2 separate regions of the Zea mays genome follow, and region 2 is linked to region 1. The links are chromatin contacts, called in public Hi-C maps. All regions are on one chromosome and are shown on one strand. The core of a region is the stretch at or near the end of the contact, and the rest is flanking DNA. Distances in the headings are between cores, read along the strand shown. Region 1 holds the start of LOC100382178 (UBP1-associated protein 2C). Region 2 holds the start of LOC100194347.

What was found. A called contact is a pair of places that touch in the nucleus more often than the background predicts.
Region 2: a contact with region 1 is called in a Hi-C map of tassel, with 2.6 times the contacts expected there. The contact joins the promoter of LOC100194347 here to the promoter of LOC100382178 in region 1. A contact is called at or near these places in 3 of 25 Hi-C or Micro-C datasets (ear, leaf and tassel).

The regions. Positions count from the first base shown.
Region 1 is chr8:146,753,691-146,759,493 of Zm-B73-REFERENCE-NAM-5.0, forward strand. It overlaps LOC100382178 (UBP1-associated protein 2C), which reads right to left and starts at 3,431. Exons shown (of 2, transcript NM_001174938.1): 1 at 2,023-3,431; 2 at 1-186. The coding sequence starts at 3,370. The coding sequence ends at 2,024. It overlaps LOC103636064 (a long non-coding RNA gene), which reads right to left and starts at 4,931. Exons shown (of 4, transcript XR_002264472.2): 1 at 4,701-4,931; 2 at 4,388-4,447; 3 at 4,240-4,303; 4 at 3,881-4,168. It also overlaps a transcript of LOC100274334 not described here.
Region 2 is chr8:147,225,460-147,231,262 of Zm-B73-REFERENCE-NAM-5.0, forward strand. LOC100194347 reads left to right here and starts at 3,366. Exons shown (of 14, transcript NM_001359459.1): 1 at 3,366-3,970; 2 at 4,791-4,895; 3 at 5,389-5,505. The coding sequence starts at 3,479.

The sequences.
Region 1 (5,803 bases), core at 2,181-4,680:
AAGCATTATCACAACTACCTAGCTTCATGTATCCCTTAATAAGGGAAACTGCGAGTGCAAACTCATTCCACATTCCATTCCAGATCAGAAGTAGCCAGAATATGCAAGGCATCCATGTAAGCAGACAACACTTCTGAATTCAGCACAACCATTTCAAAGGATATGCTCCCAAGAGTTGTCACACACCTGAGTCACACATTCACTAGAATTCAATCAATAATTCAGCTGAGCACATATACAAGTACAAAATATATATAATGCAGAATTAGAAAATAGATATATGATACTCAATGCATTATTAAGCATATAAACTATTGAACTTACAGACTATATTTTTCAGGGTATGCAATATCAAGTGTAACAGTTATAATAACTTCACACTGAACTTGCAAACCTTTAAGTGCAAATATATCGCATAATTATTTGGTTCAGAAAGAGGATTGCAAAATATTATTTCAGCACAATTAAATACATCTAATCACTAAAACTTGGGTCAAACCCTATTTATGATGATATAAAAAAAATATTCAAAGAAGTTCAAAAAATAACATGAATCTTCTCCAGTCAAAAAGAAAGCACAATGGACAGTGCACCAAGGTTAGATTTTTTAAGCATATTGCATTGGCCATGATATATGTACAATGTTAATAGAAGAAAGACATAACTTTAGAAAAGCTTATGAAGCCGTCATCATCCATAACATCACAGCAAAACTTAGACCACAAAAGAACAATTCTAAGCATTCTAATACAAATTTAAGATTTAGGTGTATGCAACTAGTAACTTTGTAGTATAGAACAAGAAAAGAAAATCTTTGGGATCAACGCCTCGAGCATGGGGTTCCATCACAAAATTTTGCCAATGTTCATGCCCAAGTACACGAATACTGAAAAACAGCAGTGCCAATACTTGCATGGTATATGCAATGAGTAGGTTGGTTTATTTTACACACCACAAAGTACATAAAATAAAGTTATTTTACACACCACTAATAACAATGAATAATCCATGATAAGAATGAGTAAGGAAAGAATGCAAATGAAAAGGACTTGCAAACTAGTGAAGAAGATTCAAATGCATCAGTTGACAAAGCAACCAATATGCAACGTAAACCTAAACTAGTCATCATACCAATCTCAAATCTCAGATGTCAACAAACATCTAGCATCAAGTACATATTAGCAAGTGATATACTAAGATCAAGTAAATAGCCAAGGCAGATACACATTATCGGTCATCATCATGATAAAATCTACCAAGAATAACAAATCTTGATGATCCCAAGCAACAAGATAAGACAACAAATTAGAATCCAACAGGCACATGCGCAAGTAACAAGGGCGAATGAATAAATTTGTCACATGAACAACAAAAGAAACTCCATGGAAAATGATGGGTGTTGCCTCAGACACTGACCACCAAAGAGTTAAGCTATGCTTAGAGTACCTTCCACACTACCAAGGCAAATCCAATGATAGACCCATACACCAAAGAAAAAGTTCCAGAGCAGGAGAACACATTATGAAATAATGGCAACTACAGTATGGAATCTAAGGTCTATTACGTTGACACATTCACAGTTAACAACCTTGAAACTATGCCCAGCAATCAACTGCATTAATACTGTAATTATCTCAAGTCTTATACAAAGCATCATCAGAACTTCAGTGAAAGAATTTGACTTCAGTGACCAAGAAAACCAATAAAATCGGGATAAGTAAACACTAATCAGCCGATCACTAGTTAGTGCCACAAAGGCCTTAAATCGCTTACAAATCATTTGAACTTAATCAATGAAAATATTTGATTTCCCATCATCAAAAGCAAAGAAAAAAGAACTCTACCAACATAATTGGCAAATACATTAGTCAAGTACTCAAATTCATCCAAGAGAAGCTAAAGAAAATCATCTATCAATCAATGCATGTTCCACAACACATCCAGGTTTCAAAGCATCATACTGGAACAGTAATTAAGCTATAAATAAAATTAAGAACATATGGAAGCGGTGTAAATGATTACCTTAGAAATAAGGTGGCACGTTGGGATACATAGGAGGAGCCCTGCCACCTGGCCCAGGAGGAGACATTCCACCTTGAGGGTCGTGGCCTCGGAAACCAGAACCTGGAAGAGGGTAGTTTCCTCCTTCACCAAATGCGCCTGCAGGCAGCCCACCTGCTCCCTGTTGCATGCGGTACATGGAGCCTCCACCCATTCCAAGGCCACCATATGCCCCCATCCCAGCAGCACCAAACTGAGATGATCCCCCAAATGAGCCACCACCCAATCCCCCAGGCCCAAATCCACCAGCACCAGCCAACCCAGTGGGCACCTGGCCTCCCACCGACCCTAACCCACCTGCGCCTCCTCCACCCATGGAAGATGGCATGTTAGCATAAGGGTTTGGACCCCCAAACCCACCGCCAACGCCACCAAAACCAAACGAAGGCATACCACTCCCAGGGCCACCATACTGTGCTCCCATTTGTGAACCAAGCCCCAGGCCTCCCTGAATTTCCTGCGGACCACCCGGCAGCATCTGCTGTTGCTGTTGCTGCTGCTGGTTGCCAGGTCCAGATTGCTGTGATTGCCCCTGCTTCCCCTTCTTCCCATCTATGGCAAGCTTGCATACAAGCTGGTGGCTATCAATTACCTTCACCGAGTCCACCAGGGAGGCCTGCGCACCCTCAGGTGTCTTATATACGAAAAGTGCAAAGCCCCGGAACTTGCCCGTCTGCTTGTCAAATCCCAGCGGCCCCTCCTCAATCTCGCCGTAGGAGGCAAAGTGCGCAAGGAGACGCTCCGACGACATGTCTGCAGGGACGTTCCCAACGAAGATCTTCCGGAGCGACACATCAGCCACAGGAGCACCGCCACTGCCGGGAGCCCCAACGGACGGCCCGCCTGCCGAGCCGGCGGCGGCGAGCTGCGTGACAGTCATGCGACCGTCGATCTTCTTGGATGGCTCCTTGAGTGCGAGGACGGCGGAATCGGCGTGGCGGAAGGTGACGAAGCCGTAGCCCTTGGACCGCCCCGTGGATTTGTCAGTGATGACGACGGCCTCCTCCAGGTCACCGTAGGCGGAGAAGATGGCGCGGAGCGAGTCGGATGTGGTCTCCCACCCGAGCCCCCGAATGAAGAGCTTGCGCAGGGCCGGGTCGCGGTCGGCGGCTGCGCGCACGGCATCGAGCGCGTGCGCCGAGACGAGTGCAGCGGCGGCCGCGATGTCCGCAAGCTGGTCCCGGGAGAGCGGCTCGAGGAGGCGGAGGACGTCCTCGCGGGTGAGACCCAGCGTGGCAGCCCCACCGGCGGGAGAAGCAGTGACGGCGCCGTTGTCGTCGGGCTTGCGCTTCTTGGAAAACGGATCCATGGGGGGCGAGGGTAGGGAAGGGGAGGCTTGAAAAAAACCTAGTTAGGGTTTGGCGATGTAGCGGCCCACGGGGTTGGAACTTGGGACGAGGACGACGGGAAGCAAGAGGGATCGGCGACAGGATTTCTAAAAGTATACACATGGGCCGGGCCCAGACCAGATTTTCATAAACAAAAGACTTTTACATATGGACGTAAACTTTTCTTCTGAAAGGGCTAAACTCTTATGAAATTACTAGGTATGTACCCGTGCGTTGCGACGGCGTACAAATTATTCGATAAATTTTAGTGCACAACGATTACATAGATGAAGCGTTGTTACAGGTTTTATATATCACATAGGTAGATGGATAGTTGTTCAAACACTTATCTTTGGCTTTGCTTAGTGAGTCCTAAAATATTAATGGTTGGTATCATACATTTTTCATTTTGTAATAAGCACACAACAATACAGATGGAAAATGAAATATAAAAAGTAGACAAAATTAAGAGACAACATACAAAACAAATGCCTTAAGATCATTGTAATTCTTAACCAAAATAGTAGCACAACATGTGGTTCCATGATTCCATTAGACGAATCAGGTGCACATTCAAGAAATAAAATCAAGGGTTGTTCAGGAACAATGACTAATAGTAAATTTTGAATTACGCACAAACAAGGAACTTTTGAAACTTCTAAGATAGCATATAGAGTGGAAAAAATAAATTACACATTTGTTACACTCCTCCAGTTCCCCATTTTTATTGGAATCTTCCTCCTGCTCTAGGTCATCACATTTCACATTTGAGGCAACAACTACATGATAACAAAATCAGCATCAAACAAACAGTGTAACCAAAGAAATTGAGGAAGTGAAATCCTCTAACCTTTTGGTTTGCTGCACATTGCCCTCCTCTTTTGGGTTGTCACATTTCACATCTGAGATAGCAGCTACATAAAAAATTAGCATAAAAAACTTGTTCACAAACAATCACAGGTAGATGCAAGTTGATTTGGGAAAAGAAATCTTTTCACCTTTCGGTTCGTCTTGTTGCACCTTCTCCTTTGATGCGGCCACCACCACTTTCATCTTGGCTGCCACCACTTTCATCTTGTTATAGATACAACTAAGATTTGACTATTCAAATAGGTTTTACTTTTACAGGACACAAAAAGTCAGTACTTTAGAAAATAATATATTTGTTTGAAGCAAAGATAAATAAAAGGAAAAAATATATCGAATGAAGGTAACTCTAGCATAGAAAATGAAAGGAGAAGATATATGTCGAGATTATTTAAAGATTGACACTGCCTCAAGAAAGGTGTGAAGAGGATAGGAAAGGCCCACCTTGGTAATCAGCCATGTGGCGTGCGCCTGGTAACTGACGTGATGAATTGATGAAACTGGATGCCTCAGCCTTATTCTATCCTAGTCTGGAGTCTGGACTCTAGAGAATGGACTCATCGGATCTCCTCCACTCTCCCTAATGGACATGACCCCTCAAGCTTCCATGCCATGGAGGCGATCGCCTGGCCGCCGTTGGCCAGCAATATCCCTCCCAGAGCTCTCGGTAGTGGCGTAGTCCTTGACTCCCAGAGTTGTTTGTGATCACACAACAAATCATGAACATAGTTTTATAATAAATGTTCAAAAGGCTACATAACATCTGTAAACTTACAAAAAAATACAAGAAGTGTGTGTCTAACTCGTATGAAAGGGGAACCAAGGTCTCAAGAATATCATAGGGGATTTAATTTGTTGATCATTTGGTAGCATGGTGGATATGGAATCATAAAAACGAATGTATCTTTGTGGGTGCAGAGGTCAATTTCAAAAATAAAATCAAATAAATCGTGCAAGATATCAGTGATGAGTTTGACTTGTGTGCCAAGAGCCAAAGGTCTTAGTAGAAAATGACAGTGAAGTAAGAAGGTATAGCAGAGGGAATACACATGTTTTACTTATCATATTATACTACAGACCTCGATTAGGACCTCCAAGCATGGGAGGGAACATGCAACAATAGTGGGTAACAATGTCGTGACACCATCATCGTTTTTAGTATTTGTCTGCAAAAAAAGATTTATAAGAAGAATTAGACTATTTACAACATTAAAGGAAGCCTAAATAATTTTATGCTGGCCTCAGGAATCATGATAATTATTGTGCTTATGTATCCATCACCATCTCATGTTGCTGCATCTTCTCCTCCCCATTTAGATCATCACAATTCACATCTAAGGCAACACCTACATCATAATGAAATCAGCATAAAAAGTAAAAAAGTTATCCACAAACAATCGGATAGTAGAAGCAAGTCAATCTAGAAAATGAACATATTTGTGTTTACTAAATGTCCCAGTCGTATGATAAAGACAAACTAAGCAGAAATGGGATGCACACACGTTAAAAGCCCCCTCTACGGCTCTACCTGAACATACTTCACCGCA
Region 2 (5,803 bases), core at 2,116-4,615, 470 kb after region 1:
CATATACTCTAGAGCAAACTAGTTAGTCCAATATTTGTGTTGGGCATTCAACCACCAAAATTAATACTGGGAAAAGGTTAACCCTATTTCCCTTTCACTACTCACTGTAGAGGCTAACTAATGGTGTACGTTTGAGAGGGCACATTCATGCCTTGCTTCTCGGTGATCCATCCACAGCAAAATCATAGGCAAGTATTGTTTGTTGTTGTGTTGTCATAGCATTCAGTTTGATGGAAAAGTAATGTTGCAATAAGATTTACGTGTCATAACTTGTGCTTCGAGATCATGTGAATTGTACTATAATTCAGTTTAAGTACTTTGACACTATTGTACATAAATTATTTTTGCTATTTAAAACCAAAGATCTCTGGTTCAGTGACACTAATGTGCATTTCAAGAGTTCCTAAAATTTGTAGAGAAGACTGCATCTATTGTAGTATATACATCTGGCAAAAGATCATCTTTAGCTGGTCTTACAACACATGTAATTCGCTATAGTAGCCCGATAGGTCTATTTCACCAAATTGTTTGTTGTTTACTAAAGTTTAGTTTTTGAAGGATGTAGATATTTCTTTTTCTCTACGGCTTGAGTTTTATTTGTAAGGAGGAGCAATGGTTTTGGCTGATCTTGGAATAGTTTGTATCGATGAATTTGACAAGATGAGACATGAAGACAAGTAGGCTTCAATTCATATGTTTGATGAAAGAAATTGGAACATAGTACATATTCTCTACTTTCTTGGTCTTCTCTATCAAAACCACACTAACATTGTCCCTCTTTTATGTAAACATTCACAAGAGCAAAGAACATCAATTAATACTTCTGCATCTCAATGTATCTTATTATAAGATATTTACTCCGTAACGACGCACAAGTATACATCTAGTGATATATAAGTCGCAACAAATTGGGCACGTTGAAGAGAAGCGCTACCTACACTCGGGCTCCCTTTCCGTGCCTACTGACTACTTCGCTTCCCTCCCAGCTCTCCTGACCTCCATGTCCCTAGCAGACGGGTGTATGTTCTGCAGGCTACAACGGCGACAAATCTCCAGCTGGTGGCTATGGTGGAGCGGAAGTCCCACCGGTACTTTTGCGGCAGCGGGCGTGGATGAAGAGACGGCAGGTGGAAGGCGAGACAAGACCTAATGACCGGCGGATGTGAAATTTCCGCGATGTGGGAAAAAGGAACAGGGATCGAATGGTCGGGTACTATATTTAGAACCCTATACTTCGAGTTCTAAAGTGGTTTAACGAAATTTGATAAAACATGACCTTTGTTGCAGGCTGTTTTTCTCCCATAAGCCATATAATTCGAAATATCACCTCATTTAAGACCCTTGTTGAAGATGCTCCCGAATTTTTTGTTTTTTAGCCCCTTTCGTGACAAAAATTTACGTTTGGACCCCCAGAAATTTTATTTGCACGTTTGGACCCGATGCTCGGCGCTATAGGTTGTGGCGCCGAGGTAACACAGCTCGGCGCCACAGCCTATGGCGCCGAGCTGTGACGTGGCAGCAACGGCTGCTTACGCCTAGGGCTGACCTGGCACTGACGTGGTGGCGGCGCGGCCTCGTAGCTCGGCGCCACAGATCTTGGCGCCGAGCTACGAATTCCTATAAAAACGCCCGCAAAAGTAACATTCCCATAAGCATCTATCTCCACCCTTCCTCCATGGTATAGTGTTACTAGGCTGTCCATCTATTACAAAAATGGATTACTAACTCAATAATGGCTATATACTTAAGCCTACTAACTTACTAAGTAATAAATATATATTAACTAATAACTATATAGTAAATATTAAATGAACACATCAAACGAAATTACATAATATATAAATAATGTACGAAAACAATATATACCTGAGATCGCGTACGAGTCCAGCTAACGGTGGAGAAGGTCAAGTCGGACGAACACCTACGTACAAAAAAACCTATTGTCAATAAAAAATTTGGCAGCACCTCCCCTATAAAGTGATGTTTATAGAACCTGCGAATAAACGACAACACGATGGTTGCCAACACAGAAAACATGTAATATCAATGCGCTAAACAAAATGCTAACTATATAATCACTAAGAATTTACTAAACACTAACAATATACTAAGCAAGAAACTAGCTAACTATTTTAATAAACACTAACAACAAAATATCTAACTATTTACTAAACAATAAATAAGTGGATAGCTAACTAATTACTAAACACTAACAATAGCTAACAGTTTACTAACTAAGAAATTAAAAAAAATCGGGCGGCAGTGGGGGCGGGAGCTGCCGGGGCCGGAGCGGGCGAGCAGGCGCGGTGGCCGACCGTTGGCGAGCAGGCGCGGTGGCGAGCGCCGGTCCCGTGCGCGCGGCGGCCGGTCCTGGCGAGGTGGTCGACCGTTGGCGAGCGCCGGTGCCGTGGTTGGCCGGAGCTGGGCGGGCGGGCGAGCTCGGCGGCCCTCCGGAAGCCAAGAGGGCGGGTTGGCCGGAGCTGGGCGGGCGAGCGGGTTGGCCGGAGCTACGACGGCGGGTGGCGGCGATTTCCACTCGGGAACGGCGGCAGCGGGTTTGCGGTTGAAGTGAATTCAACAGAGAAGAAACGCGCAGAGAGAAAGGTGGTTTGCGGTTATTTCCTAGCTCGGCGCCAGGATTTGTGGCGCCGAGCTAGGTGCTACGCGGACTGCCACGTCACACAGCTTGGCGCCATAGGCTGTGGCGCCGAGCTGTGTTACCTCGGCGCCACAACCTATGGCGCCGAGCATCGGGTCCAAACGTGCAAATAAAATTTCTGGGGGTCCAAACGTAAATTTTTGTCACGAAAGGGGCTAAAAAACAAAAAATTCGGAAGATGCTCTTAGAGCATCTCTAAAACGTGACCTATAAAAATATCATATAATTTAAAAATTATTATATTTTATAGAATTTAGGGTATCAGCAAAACATTTTAAAGACTCAAATCTAGATTACAGGACAACTCACTATGTAGTATATTTGAGACACTCGAGAATGTGCTCTATAATTTTTTGGACCAAATTTTATAAAATAAGACACTGTTGAAGTAGTTTTTGCTTTAAAGGGCTCCACATTTCAATTTAAGGCAACTGTTCGATAAATTATTGGAGATGTTCTTACACTCTGTTCGCTGTCATTGACCAACCTCGCCACGCCTACCAAATGCCGCATCCCAGTCGTTCATCCTGGCCAAAACCACGTCGAACCAACGGCCCATATTTCGCAATCCCCTTCTCGTCCCCTTCGCGAAGAAGCATCATCCTCCATACATCCCCTCGTCCGCGGTCTCACATGGCAGTGGCATGAGCTGCTTCTCCCCGAAAAAAACGTTTAAATAAAAAACAAAACATAATTATAAACCAACACGCCTGCCACCGACCGATCAGACGACCCCTTCCAAGAGGAAATCCACCACCGCGGCCGGGGCCTCCCAGGAGATCTCGCCGGAGGCCGCGGCAGCGGCGGCGGTGGGGGGCGATGGCGCTCAACATGAAGACCCTGACGCAGGCGCTGGCGAAGGCGTCGGCTGTGATAGAGAAGACGGTGTCCACGACGGTGCAAGAGGTGACGGGCCCGCGCCCGTTGCAGGACTACGAGCTGCTGGATCAGGCCGGGTCCGGCGGGCCGGGGCTCGCGTGGCGGATCTACACGGCGCGACCGCGGGATGGCGCCCCCTCGGCGCCCTACCCCGTCGTCTCCGTCTGGGTGCTGGACAAGCGCGCCCTCGCTGAGGCGCGGGCGCGGGCGGGGATGTCGAAGGCGGCCGAGGACGCGTTCCTCGACCTCGTCCGCGCCGACGCGGCGCGGCTCGTGCGCCTGCGCCACCCGGGCGTGCTGCACGTCGTGCAGGCGCTCGACGAGACCAAGGCCGCCATGGCCATGGCCACTGAGCCCGTCTTCGCCTCCGTAGCTAACGCGCTCGGGTGCCTTGACAATGTTGGCAAGGTGCCCAAGGAGGTCAAGGGCATGGTACGACTGATCGTGTTTTTGTTTAACTCTGTGTGTCATCGACCTTTGGCAATTTATTTACTGCTAGGAAGGTTACAAGACTGATTAAAGGAAAGTTTTGTCGTGTTTTCCTACTTGTTACTTGTTGCTGCTGCATTCAAAACTGGCTAGCAAGTTAAGGCGATTAGGGTTGGTATGGGAGTGGAAAACTCGCTATTGTTTCTGGTTTTAGCTGTTCATGCCATTATTGATTAGCAAATGTCATAGAATTACAGAGGCATGATCTGAGAAGGTATCATTTATGTTTCTAATGCAGCATTTGGCAGTGTCACATCCAGAAAAGCTGCATAATGAGTGTATTTTTTTTTTTTGTACTTCTAACATTTTGCAACAAACCTTCCTTAAAAAATGGCATCCTTGTCATACCAATGTATCAAAATTTGTATGTTTCTCTAAGAGTTTACAATACATAGTTATTTTACTTCCTAAGTTATACACCACTGATTTGTAAAAACCCTCCAAGATTATCTGACCTCACATCTTACACTGTCCCTGCCACTGGCGTTTGGTAGGATTTCAGATAATCGGAATTGTATTCAAACATGAGGTTTGACTGTGAGATTCTTGCGATTTTCTACTGTAAAACTTTTAGTTTACAATCAGGTATCCTGTGGATTTGGAACTTTTCAGGCCATATAAGTGGTGATTGATGCCTGTAGATTCTTTGTTCCTTGCATTTCTGTGTATTGAGTGGTGCCTTAGTCATAGCAATAGTTTGGACAGCCAAAGCATGATCATATTTTTAATTCAGCAGTTTGCTAATTTCTTTCTTGTGTTTCAGGAAATGGGGCTACTTGAGATTAAACATGGGCTGCTACAAGTTGCAGAGACGTTGGATTTTCTTCATAACAATGCTCATCTTGCCCATCGAGCTATATCGCCTGAGGTTCCTCACACCACCATTCTTCTGCATTTATAATTTTCTGCTTGTTCCTTTTCTGTTATTGAGTATTGAGATAATTGATTCGCTCTGTCCTTTTCCTCTTACAATCCCAATGTTTTTGTGTTCTCTTGTCATTTTAGCGTAGTCATTCTGCCTTGCCGCAGTCCCCCTTGATGATCCTAAGGTCACTCTTAGGCTTGCTATGTATTGTAGTATATGATGCCTTTTGTACTTGCACTTATTTGCTGAAAAACTCAATGCTTTCTTGGACATTATTTTTCCCTCAAATTGCAAATTGGTTTGTTCACATTGTTCTCTATATACTGAACCTTTAATGTATGTTGCTCTCTGAACTGATGGCTTGATGGCTTAGCACCACATGGGATCTAATATCTCTGCAGAATACCTAATGGGTTTGATGTTACTTGCTTGTTATCCATTATGCCAACAACAAGTTGTACACTAGTGTACTTTACTAATCTTGCTTCTTTTACAGACGGTATTTATAACTTCTAACGGGTCTTGGAAGCTTGGTGGGTTTGGTTTTGCTCTTTCGGTTGATCAAGCAGCAGTTGGTTTGAGTTTGACTTCATCACAACTATTTCATTATTCGGTTAGTAAGTGATATACATTTAGTTTGTCAGTTTGGTGGCTTTAATTTGCAGATTCTTCTACCATATTTTGGGAATATTACTAATCTGTATTATCCCTTTGAAGTTTGCTGTAACAGAAAATATTCCACTGAACTTATATTGTTCTTTTTTTTGCAATCATTTAATTTCTAAATTGTCACACAGTTTTGCATGATACATATTTTTCTGGCAGAGTTTCTTCTTGTCTTGAACTGATCTTTTCATATAAAAGTTAAGAATATACCACTACTGTGATGTGGCGAACTGGCGATTGTGTTT